2 separate regions of the Zea mays genome follow, and region 2 is linked to region 1. A link is a contact called in public Hi-C data. All regions are on one chromosome and are shown on one strand. The core of a region is the stretch at or near the end of the contact, and the rest is flanking DNA. Distances in the headings are between cores, read along the strand shown.

Region 1 (5,265 bases), core at 1,783-4,282:
TTTTCTGTCTATGCACTTGGGCAGAATAAAAAAGAGTAGGTGGCACTATACTATATTCTGTCATGCTTGCTCATGCTGAACTGCGGTCTTCTTGCACGTACTAGATCGAGCACCAGGCATCCTCAAACTGATAACAAACGCAATAAGCTGCAAAATATACCAACCCCTTAGTGGTACGCCTCAAATTTATATTGAACAAAATTGCAAAATATTTGCACTGAAGACTTACGGTGCAGAAGCCAGCACACAAAATACTGAAACCTTTGAAGTTGAAGGGCTCTGTTTCAGAAAGAAACCACGCTGGCACAACAAAGCGGGATTGAGACTTGTGCCAACTATAATTCGGTAAAGGAATAGTACTTTGTTACTGTTCTTTCTCTAATTCTATACCAAATGCTTACCGGTTAAGGGAGTAAAGATGAGGGGACCTAATATGCTTGCAAAAGAACTAATCCCAGATATACATCCTTGAGCAATTCCCTAGAAGGCAACGCCGCAACATAGATTTAGTAGGCAAAACATAGTAGTGTCAACTGTCACGTAATAGTAGTATATGGTAAACATCATGAGTTCACTGCTATCAGAAAATCAAATTACCTGCTCATTTGATCCGACATTTTTTGATACATTGGTTCTTATCTATAAAAATTGAAAGCACCATCAGCATTTGTTGCAGTCTCACATAAGGTAAACGAATCATAAAAATGGTCAGCTAACAGTGGCTTACAGATGGGTGAACAAAAGCACTCAAAATTACAAATGCCGCAGCAAAATAAGGTACCTGCAAGATGATTAAGAAATGGTTAAGAAAGAGATGAATTGAGATGCTCAACAGAAGGTCCGATCGAATTAGTTTCAAACACTTGGAACACAGTGCTGAACTATGAAGCCAGCACACTGTTACAGTTTTATTACGTATGTGATCATGAGGAATATCATGTCGAACGTGTCCATATAAATAAATTGTCAAGTGCAAGGAAAGTACCCAATATGACCATGCAATGCCATACAAGAAAACCTGCAATATTTCAAATTAATTTATTTAGCCAAAAAACCCGAAAAATGTTGTCATTAAGGATTGGGTAAAAGTCTCGCTGAAAGTTATTACATGAGTACATCCACCTAGAAGCCCAACAATAAGCAGCATCTCTTCACCCAGAATCGGAGCCAAGATAGGCATTACAGTGAGCTGCAAACATCAAGCGTGAGAAAAATAAATTACATCTCTTGAATGAACGAATACTACTGCAGCCTTGAAATGACCGAAAAACTAATGCTATAGCTTCCACGTAACAAATTATTTTGGTACCTGTGATAGCATCCCGGCAGCACCGACAATTAGAAGTAGATTAGCAAACTCATCTTTGTTGTAACCAAATTGTGCCTTCAAGTAGTACTGCATAGGATTCGACCACAGAGAAGCATATAGCATTTGAAAACATATAAAATTATAAATCATGGCTGGTGGATGCAAATGATCAAAAGTAAAATACAATTCGAAAGCTGGTGATAAACTCCTGCTATCTTTAGTGCTAGACCTTCTCCTAGACTGAAAAACTAAAAATCACAAACGTCAACTGAAATCTATTGTCGGATGGAAAATTTTCATACCAGCAATGCAGTCTGAAGCCCATGTTCACCTAGACTGTAGAAGAAAGTGATGGTTGCTGCCCCCGACAAGGCCAGACTACACGAGGAGTAAACCAACATCAGTAGAGCACTCAGAAACTCCAAGAGTAAACGGTCCTCTAGAGACTAGAGAAGTAGAGTGCAGGGTCACAAAAACTGCTATACACACAAGAGAATTTTTTTCTTAACCTGCCAGTGAGAAGCGCGACCATGTCGGACAGAGACGGCAGGCCTCCCTTATGCGGCGGCAGCCGAGGCGAGAGCTCTTCATCGGAGGATGATGTGGAAGAGGCGCAGGACGAATCCTGGAGGAGAGGGTCGCAGGCTTCGTCGGCGCAGGAGACGCTGCCGCCAGCGTCGGGGAGGAAGGCCCTGAGGTAGAGCGCTGCCGCCACGGCCACGGCGGCGGCGACCTGGAAGGTGGATGCGGTCGGGAGGAAGCGCGCGGTCAAGGTCCCCGACACGAACCCGGCTGCCGACACGCCGGAGAGGAGGCCGAACGCCGCCGCGCGACGCCTGGGGCCCACGTGGTCAGCCTGCGTTGTCCACACGTTCGACCTGGTCAAGATCTCGCCGTTTGCTCCATCGTCACTTTTCGTGGTTTGTGATTTTTTTTCTCTTCTAGATTATTATTCCTTATTTTATTATTATTATTTTCGTTTCTTGGCAATATACACACTATATATGCGTGACTTGGATAGTTGCGACCCGTAGTTTTTACCACGTAGGCAAGGCAGAGACAATGCATGGTGCCCTCGCAGAAGACCCCGGCGATGATCTTGGCCACGTAGTACACGTAGAAGTACACCTCCGAGCGGCCGCATGCCAGTATAACTGCCCAAAAAAAAAAACAAGAGAGGTGAAGCTTGTCCAAATCTGAGCAGAGATGCCGCGTAATGGCCTGCAGGCCATGCATGCTGGAAATAAGCTCCACTCCACTTACACAGCGGCGCGATGGCTACGGTGACCGGCAGCGTCATGAGCGCCTTCCGGCCGTACCTGTCCGACAGGTTCCCGACGATGGGGGTGACGACGAGCGCCCCCATCCCGGTGACCTGCATTGGGCGTACGTTGAGAGCGCCGGGGTGTCATGGATCCTGGCATGCATGTCGACACAGCTGGTGGTGGCGAGTGATCAGGCAGGCATGCGTGCGAATGAATGATGCTCACTGCGTTCTGGAAGCCGCTGAGGTAGATGGCGACGGAGCACTCGTCGCGGCCGGGGCAGGCGGCCTCCATGGTGACGTCGGTGACCGCCGGGATCACCATGAAGGAGGCGAAGTGGAACAGGAAGGACACCACGAACAGGTGCCCCAGCCCCGCCAAGTCCTTCATCTTTCTTTGGTAGTAGATAGTGCAGAGCAGAGAGCACGAGCTGAGGCGGTGATAGATTGCATGCGTTTATTAATGTCACTCTGTTCCGGTCTCTTATACTACCCTCACGCAGAGGCGAGCACAATGCTTACTTACAAGGAATGGCGTGGGGCTCACGCATCACATCAAAACTTTCACCGTTCCTTAGGGCGTCGGTCTATCAGTAAAAGGTGACATCGCAGCTCGCCGGATTCGCGCGCCGTGCCCGAACGAGCCAAACAGCCCGGTCTGTTACGGTGGCGCCGTTTGTATGGGCGTGGCGCGCCGCCGCGATGGCGACCGGGGCGAACGGAGCTCCCGGACTTCCAGTGCCTTGTACGCATGGGGCATCGACAGTGCGGGCGCGTTTTGGAGTGCACTCCACCCCACTCGCCGGGAGATGATTGGGTCCCCGGTGGCTTGCTTGCGGCCCCCGATTTCCTGACGGGAATGGAAGGGTGCAGTGGCGCGGTCGAATATGGTTCACCGGGCTGGGTGACATTTGTTCTTGCTTTCGGGTAATGATGATGGCGAAGTGGGCTGAGTTGAGCCTGAGCCCCCGTCGGCCTAATTTTGTCTGCTGCTCTATAGAGTATAGGAGCAGGTTGCTTGTTCAGTGGGGGAGGTCGCTTCAGGTCCGTTGCAGATCTGCTCTAAGAGCTTCATGCCGTGTCACGTGGAGTAGTTTCGCATGCATCTGGGGTTCAAAAGGGGGCCTTGCTGCCTGCCTGATCGCGGGGAATCTCAATGTCTAGTGCAATAAGGCCGTATCAGGGACTTTGCGGCAAGTACTTTTCGACAGCTTATTAATTATAGATGAAATACGCAAGTGTACATGTACAAAATAGCGATACGCCGAGACATGCTCGAGTTTTTCAGACGCCGAAGGATCATGCTGAACGAAATTGATCCCGCAATTTTCCGCAGTGAGATTCATATGTGTTCTTTCGCCCGTTTGGATCTAGGGTTAGATTTTCTTGTTAATGGACGATTCATCATATTCAGAAGAAAAAAACGGGCTTGGCCTTGTAATGTTAGGTGGACTTCCTGACCGTCTGGGTGTCCCCCACCCCCCAGAGATCTGCTCCGTTCCTTCGAGTGGATCGTATTCTAAAGGCTGGGCCTCAGAGATGACAGCCCAACCTCAAGTGGGCTTCACCTACAGAAATCTGAACCATTCCTACAGGAAATTAACTGCCGTACAAACAGCGCAATGACACACACAGGGACTTACCTGTGGAGACGCATACGAGATACGTTCCCACATGTCTATTTTCTCCATCCATCTGTTGGTGGAGTCAATGAATGTAACGTGTCAAATGCTAAGGTAGCCAGTCTGTTCCCTGTATGAACGAACAAACGATGCTAAGGTAATCCTCAGTGGAACTGCTTGACTGCTAACGTATATGCAATAGCATAAATAAATATGGTAGTTAGCCGTCAACACGACAACATCGATTATTCTCCCAGGAGCCCAGCCCATTCTCGGTCATCATATTTTAAGAGGAGCAGCCTCACCAACGTTATCCCTGCACAATTATAATTGACACCCCCCTCAAACAAAAAAAAACATTCTCATGACTGTACAGCAGTGCGGTTGAGAATATTCGTCCAAACGATGAAAATATGAAACGAACGCGTTGTCCAGCTCATCTAGCTCAAGCCGGCCACCGGCCCACGTATACGTACTGCTTACCTCTGAGGCCGAGGCCGGTGCCAATGGGGGCTAGAGTGAGGCCGAGAGGAAGCATCTGTGTGGGCAGGAGAGGGGCGGCCGATGGCGGCGGCGCCCGGCGACATCGGGCTTATAGCTTCACTCTAGCCGGCACGGGAGAGTGAATTGAGGTGGTAGAGCAATAGGCGGACGATAGCGGGGCGGGGCGGCCGAATTTTTTATATTTTAGCCTTTCCTCGGAAAAAAATTCACGTTTGGACTTTAGAAAATTTTAATGTTATTTTGGTCCAAAAATGACATTAAAATTTTCTAAGGTCCAAACATGAATTTTTTTCTGAGGAAGGGCTAAAATATAAAAAATTCAGGCGGGGCGGGGCCGTGTGTTCAAGTGGGTGCTGGCGAGCGAGACAGGCGGAGCGAGACTGCGAGAGTGAGTTGCGGTCTCTGTTTGGTCCATCCACGCGTACTAACACTTGGTAATTGCTTGGAGTCTAAAAAATTCAAAAAAATATATAAAATTAGAAATTTTCATTCTGAGTCCATTTATAAATACTCTCACTTAGTTGGAGCTTATTTTACACACTATCTCATCTCGTGGTTTTTTCTAA
Region 2 (5,556 bases), core at 976-3,475, 200 kb before region 1:
TTAGATGTGTCGCATTTGTGCTTTCTTGCATCGAGGTACGCTCGAAGGCAATTATGTTAGATGGACATACTTAGGGGGTTAGGCAACAAATGGGGTGTATCGATCAACCCCCTTTCTGTCCTATGGGGTCACCCTCTGGTGGGGACCCTCTTGATTGGGCCTTAAGTGGGTGTGCACCCTGAAAAGTGTGTTGGCAGTTGGCACATTGGTTAACTTTATTATCGGCCCATCAATCCATGTAACTTCATCTTTCACCCTTGGGAAGAAACATAAGATTGACCCAAGTGCGAAGAATCACTTAGAAGTATGTAACATGGATCATGGAAGCTTGGAAAGGCTGGTGGATCCATAAGCATGGTCGGTTGATGCCTCTATGGTGGTCCCACTACCTCATTTCTTTCCATTTTACCATGTCCTATAGAAAAATACCCTAAACCTTAAACCTCAATTCCATCCATAAATCCAATTAACTAATCATCTTCCTTGGGTCTGATCTCGCTATCTCAATTACTATTGGTGCTCTACACGTATTGCAATATCAATTCATACATCGCCTCTACCACCTGCCCTAGTGCTGAGGTGCATCCATCGGCCCGGGTGGGAGAGGCAACAGGACCCATGCGAATGCCGATGTGGATGAGCGGGTCATGCAAATGGATCTCTTTGGTGATTTCCATCTCTATGTAGGTTGTTTGAGCCTTAGTACTAGAGTGTGGAGTCTGCTTGTCTTCGCACTCGTGTGATGCTTGAAACATGTTTGTTTTGCTTGAACACTAGACTATTTGTTTGAGTTGTAGTTGGTCGATGTTTACAACTTTCAGTTGCTAACTAATGGAGGGTGAATCTTGCATTAGCGCAACCCTTGAGTTTTCTTCCCCTCACGACAGTTAGAAGGTTAATGCCTCACAACTCCTCCAGAAGGAAATTTTTAGCGAGTCAACCCGCTCCTGTCATGCTATTATAGGTGTACATTCGGGCCGCCCGGCCCGGCCCGGCCCAAGCCCGAAAAGGCCCGTAATGTTTGAATTTCGGGCCGACCCGGCCCGTTTGAATTTCGGGCCGTGCCGGGCCGGCCCATGGGCCTAGCCCTCGGCCCACGGTCCGACCCGTAATTGCTTAAACGTGCCGGGCTCATTTCGGGCGGCCCGAAATTATAAAAGCCCGAAATTCACATTACGGCCCGAAATTCAATTTTAGGCCCGAAATTCAATTTTTGGCCCAAAATTCACATTAGAGCCCAAAATTCAAAAAAAAATAAAAAAAATAAAAGATAAGACAAATAAATTTGAACAAAATCAAACTTAGTATTTGTATTAAAGTTACCACAACTATGCAATGACTACCTCGTTTATAAATCATTTTGTTAGAAGAAAAAAGAGTATAATCAGCTCTATACAAAGTTCGTAAGTTCAGTTTATTGTCTAATGTTCATAACAAAAGCAAAAATTACATCACACACTCTAATTCAAAGCTAAAAAAACATCTAACTAGCATTATCTCTAGCTTTATGTTATTTATCAAGCACATGAAAGTGTGGTTTTAATAAATATATGGGCCTTTTCGTGCCTCTATATGGGCCATTTCGTGCCTGCCTTAAACGGGCCGTGCTCGTGCCCGCCCATGAGCCGTGACCTCGGTCTAAACCCGGCCCGACACTAAATTATTTCGGGCCGTGCCGTGCCTGGATCGTGCTTTTTTTTCGTGCTTTGGGCCGGCCCACCAGACCCGGCCCAAATGTACACCTATATGCTATGTTATGCTTTAGCTTAGATTCGACACACGGTTGGACACGGCACGGCGTGTCATGGTGTCTCAATTCGACTAAAATCGGCCTGGTCCATGATGAGCCCGTGCCGTCAGCCCGTCACGGCCCATTGGCCAAGTATATCGTTCACTCCTTGCTCCAGCGCAAGCGATGAGACCACGCAGCGCAGCTCATCCCGTCGGCTCGGATCGCGTGCAAGCTGCCGGCCTGCCGCCCACAGAAACAAGTATAGGCACGTCGACCCGATTGTCTGCAGTTTGCACACGCAAGAACGCCCGCCCAAACAGAATTATCCCCAGCATATTCCGCGGGATATCGCATCCACCGCCTGCGCCCATCCCCGCGCGATGGCCCAGTGGCCAGGCCCCGCCGCGCCTGCCAACCCTACTCCCGTCAGCCCACGCCGAGCCGCTCGGACCGGATCGGCCGTATTTAAACGCACCCCCGTGTGACCTCCTCAAAACACGCGAATCGTACCGGTACGAACACTGAGCACGCACGCACGCACGCAAACTCAAAGGAGTGTGACCACGGAACTGAAGCCATGGCGGTTACAGTTGAGAAGGGCTCTATGGGCGAGCCGGCGCTGCTGCTGGAGCGCAGCCGGGCGATCACCCTGCACGGCCGTGACCGGAAGGGCCGTGCCGTCGTCAGGATCGTCGGCAACTACTTTCCAGGTAGTACACCTTACCAGCGATTCAGAATTTGCCCAGATCGCAGGCGGGCTTCGCCGTGCCGTGGTGGAACTGACGGACGTTGCCTCCGCCTCGTTTGCAGCGCGCGCGCTGGGCGGCCGGGCGGAGGAGGCGCTGCGGTCGTACCTGCGGGAGCGCATCCTCCCGGAGATCGGGGACCGCGAGTTCGTGGTCGTGTACATGCACTCCCGCGTGGATCGCGGCCACAACTTCCCCGGCGTCGGTGCGATCCGCGGCGCGTACGAGACGCTGCCGGCCGCGGCCAAGGAGAGGCTGCGCGCCGTCTACTTCGTGCACCCGGCCCTCCAGTCCAGGATCTTCTTCGCCACCTTCGGGCGCTTCCTCTTCAGCTCAGGGTACGGTAGCGAATCCCTGATCCGCTCGGCTGCTGTTTGCATTCGGCATGCCCGCGGAGCAGAATTTTTACGGGGTGCGGGATCTACTCTTGCAGGTTGTATGAGAAGCTGCGATACATGAGCCGGCTTGAGTACGTTTGGGCCCACATAGACAAGGAGCAGCTGGAGGTCCCCGACTGCGTGCGCGAGCACGACGACGAGCTGGAGCGCCGCCCGCTGATGGACTACGGCATCGAGGCGACGGAGACCCGCTGCATGTATGACGCCGCGTCCATGGACACCTCGGCGTCCCTGCACTCGCTCCGCTGCGTCTCCTAGTCGCCTGGACAGTGGCATCCCGATTCCCGCCGGTACGGCGTGCTTTCTGTGTTCTGGTTGGTAGGAGGTAGCTGCATGGCTTCATAGCGCTTCGGTACTGTAGTTTAGCTGTGTATTTATAATGGATAAAATTTGGAGTACCGAGATGGCTTCTGCAAGTGTGCAAGAGTAGCATGGAAAAGCTGATCAAAGAACGCGAACATAGGTAGCAGAACAAGTGAACACCAATAGAATCGCTAATCCACCAAACAGGAACCATAGTGTGATCACTGATCGGTCTTTGCCTCCTATCGAAGACGTTACTTGACATCAAAGAGGTTACTTGGAACAAAGGTGACACAAAAATATATAGAGAAGATACTTGGTTGGCAGGCTAAGCCCTATTTTTTTCATTTCGGGCTCGTTTGGTGAGAGAACTGGAGGGGTCCATGGGAGAGGAACCCCTCGATTGTCCTGTTCACCAAACTAGCATGATTATATAATCCATCTTATAATAGATATAAGCATCTAATGATCTACTTATAGATTATTATAATCTAAATTATATAACCCACCTAATAATCTGTGCTGTTTATTTGCATGGATTATATAATCTCAAAGGTAAACAAACATAGCCTAAGCTATCATATCACATCCCTGTAAACACATATCTCCTATTCAGAGTTCACAATTTCGTTTGGAAGATTCGAATTTCGTTTTTTTACCAAAATTTGACTTCTGTATTTTGTATTTTGAATCAAAATCTAGTTAAAACCTGACCGAAAGTAGAGAAATCGAGGAAAAATGGTGAAATCCATTGTTTTCCAAACGGGAAGGTAAACCTGCTCCTATTACGTCCTCTATTTCAAACTTCAGTGTAATATTAATCCCCTATTTTACACAGTCTATTGTGAACAGCCTAAGCGCAACTACGAGGATCTTGAGGATCTTTATCAAGGCAGACCATGAACTAATAAAACATGTAAAAACATTTGGCGGATGTCAGATAACCTCCTGACTTAAGCCCAGAAGGGGGAAAACTTAAACAAGATCGACTCCGGAAATCTTGCCAAAACAATCCACCACCATGAAGCAAGGATTATAGAGCTCAGATTTGGTCTTTTCTCCCGTCCCATATTACAATTTAGCTTTCAAGGTTAACAATTTCTTTTTGAATAAAGCTGATGTAGTTCACTTTCTGACATCATAACAAATGATAAAATGCTACAATACATCACTTTCAAATGTATAACTTTCCGCAAGACTTGCAGCCATAGATCCAGTATTTAATCAATACTAACTTTTAAATAAACACCAGACAGACAATTAATGATACTAATTTGGAGATAAAATCAACTGTCTTGAAAATAAGCTACCTGTCTCCCTACCACTGTATCGCACTTACCCTAGCTAACTATCAGCAGGACCAGGGCTAATCAGGTTGAATTTGTATCTTAAAGCTCACAATATTTGGCATGCCTGGAACAGCCTTTGGCTCCAACATTTGCTCAACAAAAAATGTACTAGCAATATCAATAGATATTATGCTGCAATGAAATTTGACGCACTATGGCAGTCTAAGTGATATACAGCTATTACCAAAAGAAAAGAAAAAAGTGCAAGAAAATAAACCTATATTGTAGATAAGAGAAAATAGTGAATCCCATAATAATTTCAGCAAACAAAAACATTGCTGAAACATTTCCGAGTGCCATTTGTCATACAATTGTCTGGAAGCAATTAATGAAGTTCAGATATAAGACTAATATAGACCTATAGGTTCTTATTTCAGAAGATTAACATAGGGATCATGATGGCATAAAGTGATGCACATTAACCTCTTGATGTTCATATTCCATTGGAGAACATATGAGTTTTCATTCTCTATATTACGATATCTCATTAGAAATGTTTGAGGTCCCTCTCAGTAACACGACAAACAGATATTTTCTTCAGTTTTGCATGCCCCTTGGCAAAATTTATTACTCACTTAGATTGTCGCTTGGCATCTGTACTTCTTCAGTATTCTCAACTTCAGCTCCAACCTTGGGCTCTGCACCAGCAGCAATACTCTCAACTTCAGCACCAGGATTGTGCTCGGCAGTTTCCATGTAACGGAAATCTGGATAATTTCTGTGGTTCAATGAATGCAACCACAAAGCTACAGCTCCCTCCTTGTGTTCCATCGCCGCAATATGAGTGAAAATATACTTGACCTTGAACTCTTCGGCCTCCTCAGAATAAGGTTCCATGGAAACTGCCTCATGTGAATCCTTCCATTTCTTGTTGTATGATGTGAACATACATTCATCTAGGTACAGTCCGACCTCAGGTGCAGTAGGCACATTAAGATTGACATCCCTGCAACACACATGGCGTAAGCGTGCAAACATATGTTATATGGATTGCTTAATACCTAAAAGCTTATAAGATTCATACTTGC

The links. Hi-C and Micro-C count contacts between places; a contact is called where the count stands out from the background.
Region 2: a contact with region 1 is called in a Hi-C map of endosperm, with 2.8 times the contacts expected there. The contact joins the promoter of LOC100282866 here to the promoter of LOC100277128 in region 1. A contact is called at or near these places in 9 of 25 Hi-C or Micro-C datasets (ear, endosperm, leaf and 2 more).

The regions. Positions count from the first base shown.
Region 1 is chr5:197,908,280-197,913,544 of Zm-B73-REFERENCE-NAM-5.0, reverse strand. It overlaps LOC100277128, which reads right to left and starts at 3,032. Exons shown (of 13, transcript NM_001150784.2): 1 at 2,800-3,032; 2 at 2,573-2,684; 3 at 2,351-2,463; 4 at 1,819-2,165; 5 at 1,612-1,687; 6 at 1,310-1,396; 7 at 1,109-1,189; 8 at 986-1,018; 9 at 728-781; 10 at 598-639; 11 at 402-480; 12 at 230-300; 13 at 1-147. The coding sequence starts at 2,964. The coding sequence ends at 61.
Region 2 is chr5:198,103,154-198,108,709 of Zm-B73-REFERENCE-NAM-5.0, reverse strand. It overlaps LOC100282866 (cellular retinaldehyde-binding/triple function, C-terminal), which reads left to right and starts at 2,225. Exons shown (of 3, transcript NM_001155772.2): 1 at 2,225-2,442; 2 at 2,543-2,816; 3 at 2,912-3,289. The coding sequence starts at 2,310. The coding sequence ends at 3,134. LOC100283773 (Pseudouridine synthase family protein) reads right to left here. Exons shown (of 3, transcript NM_001156672.2): 2 at 5,553-5,556; 3 at 4,754-5,474. The coding sequence ends at 5,096.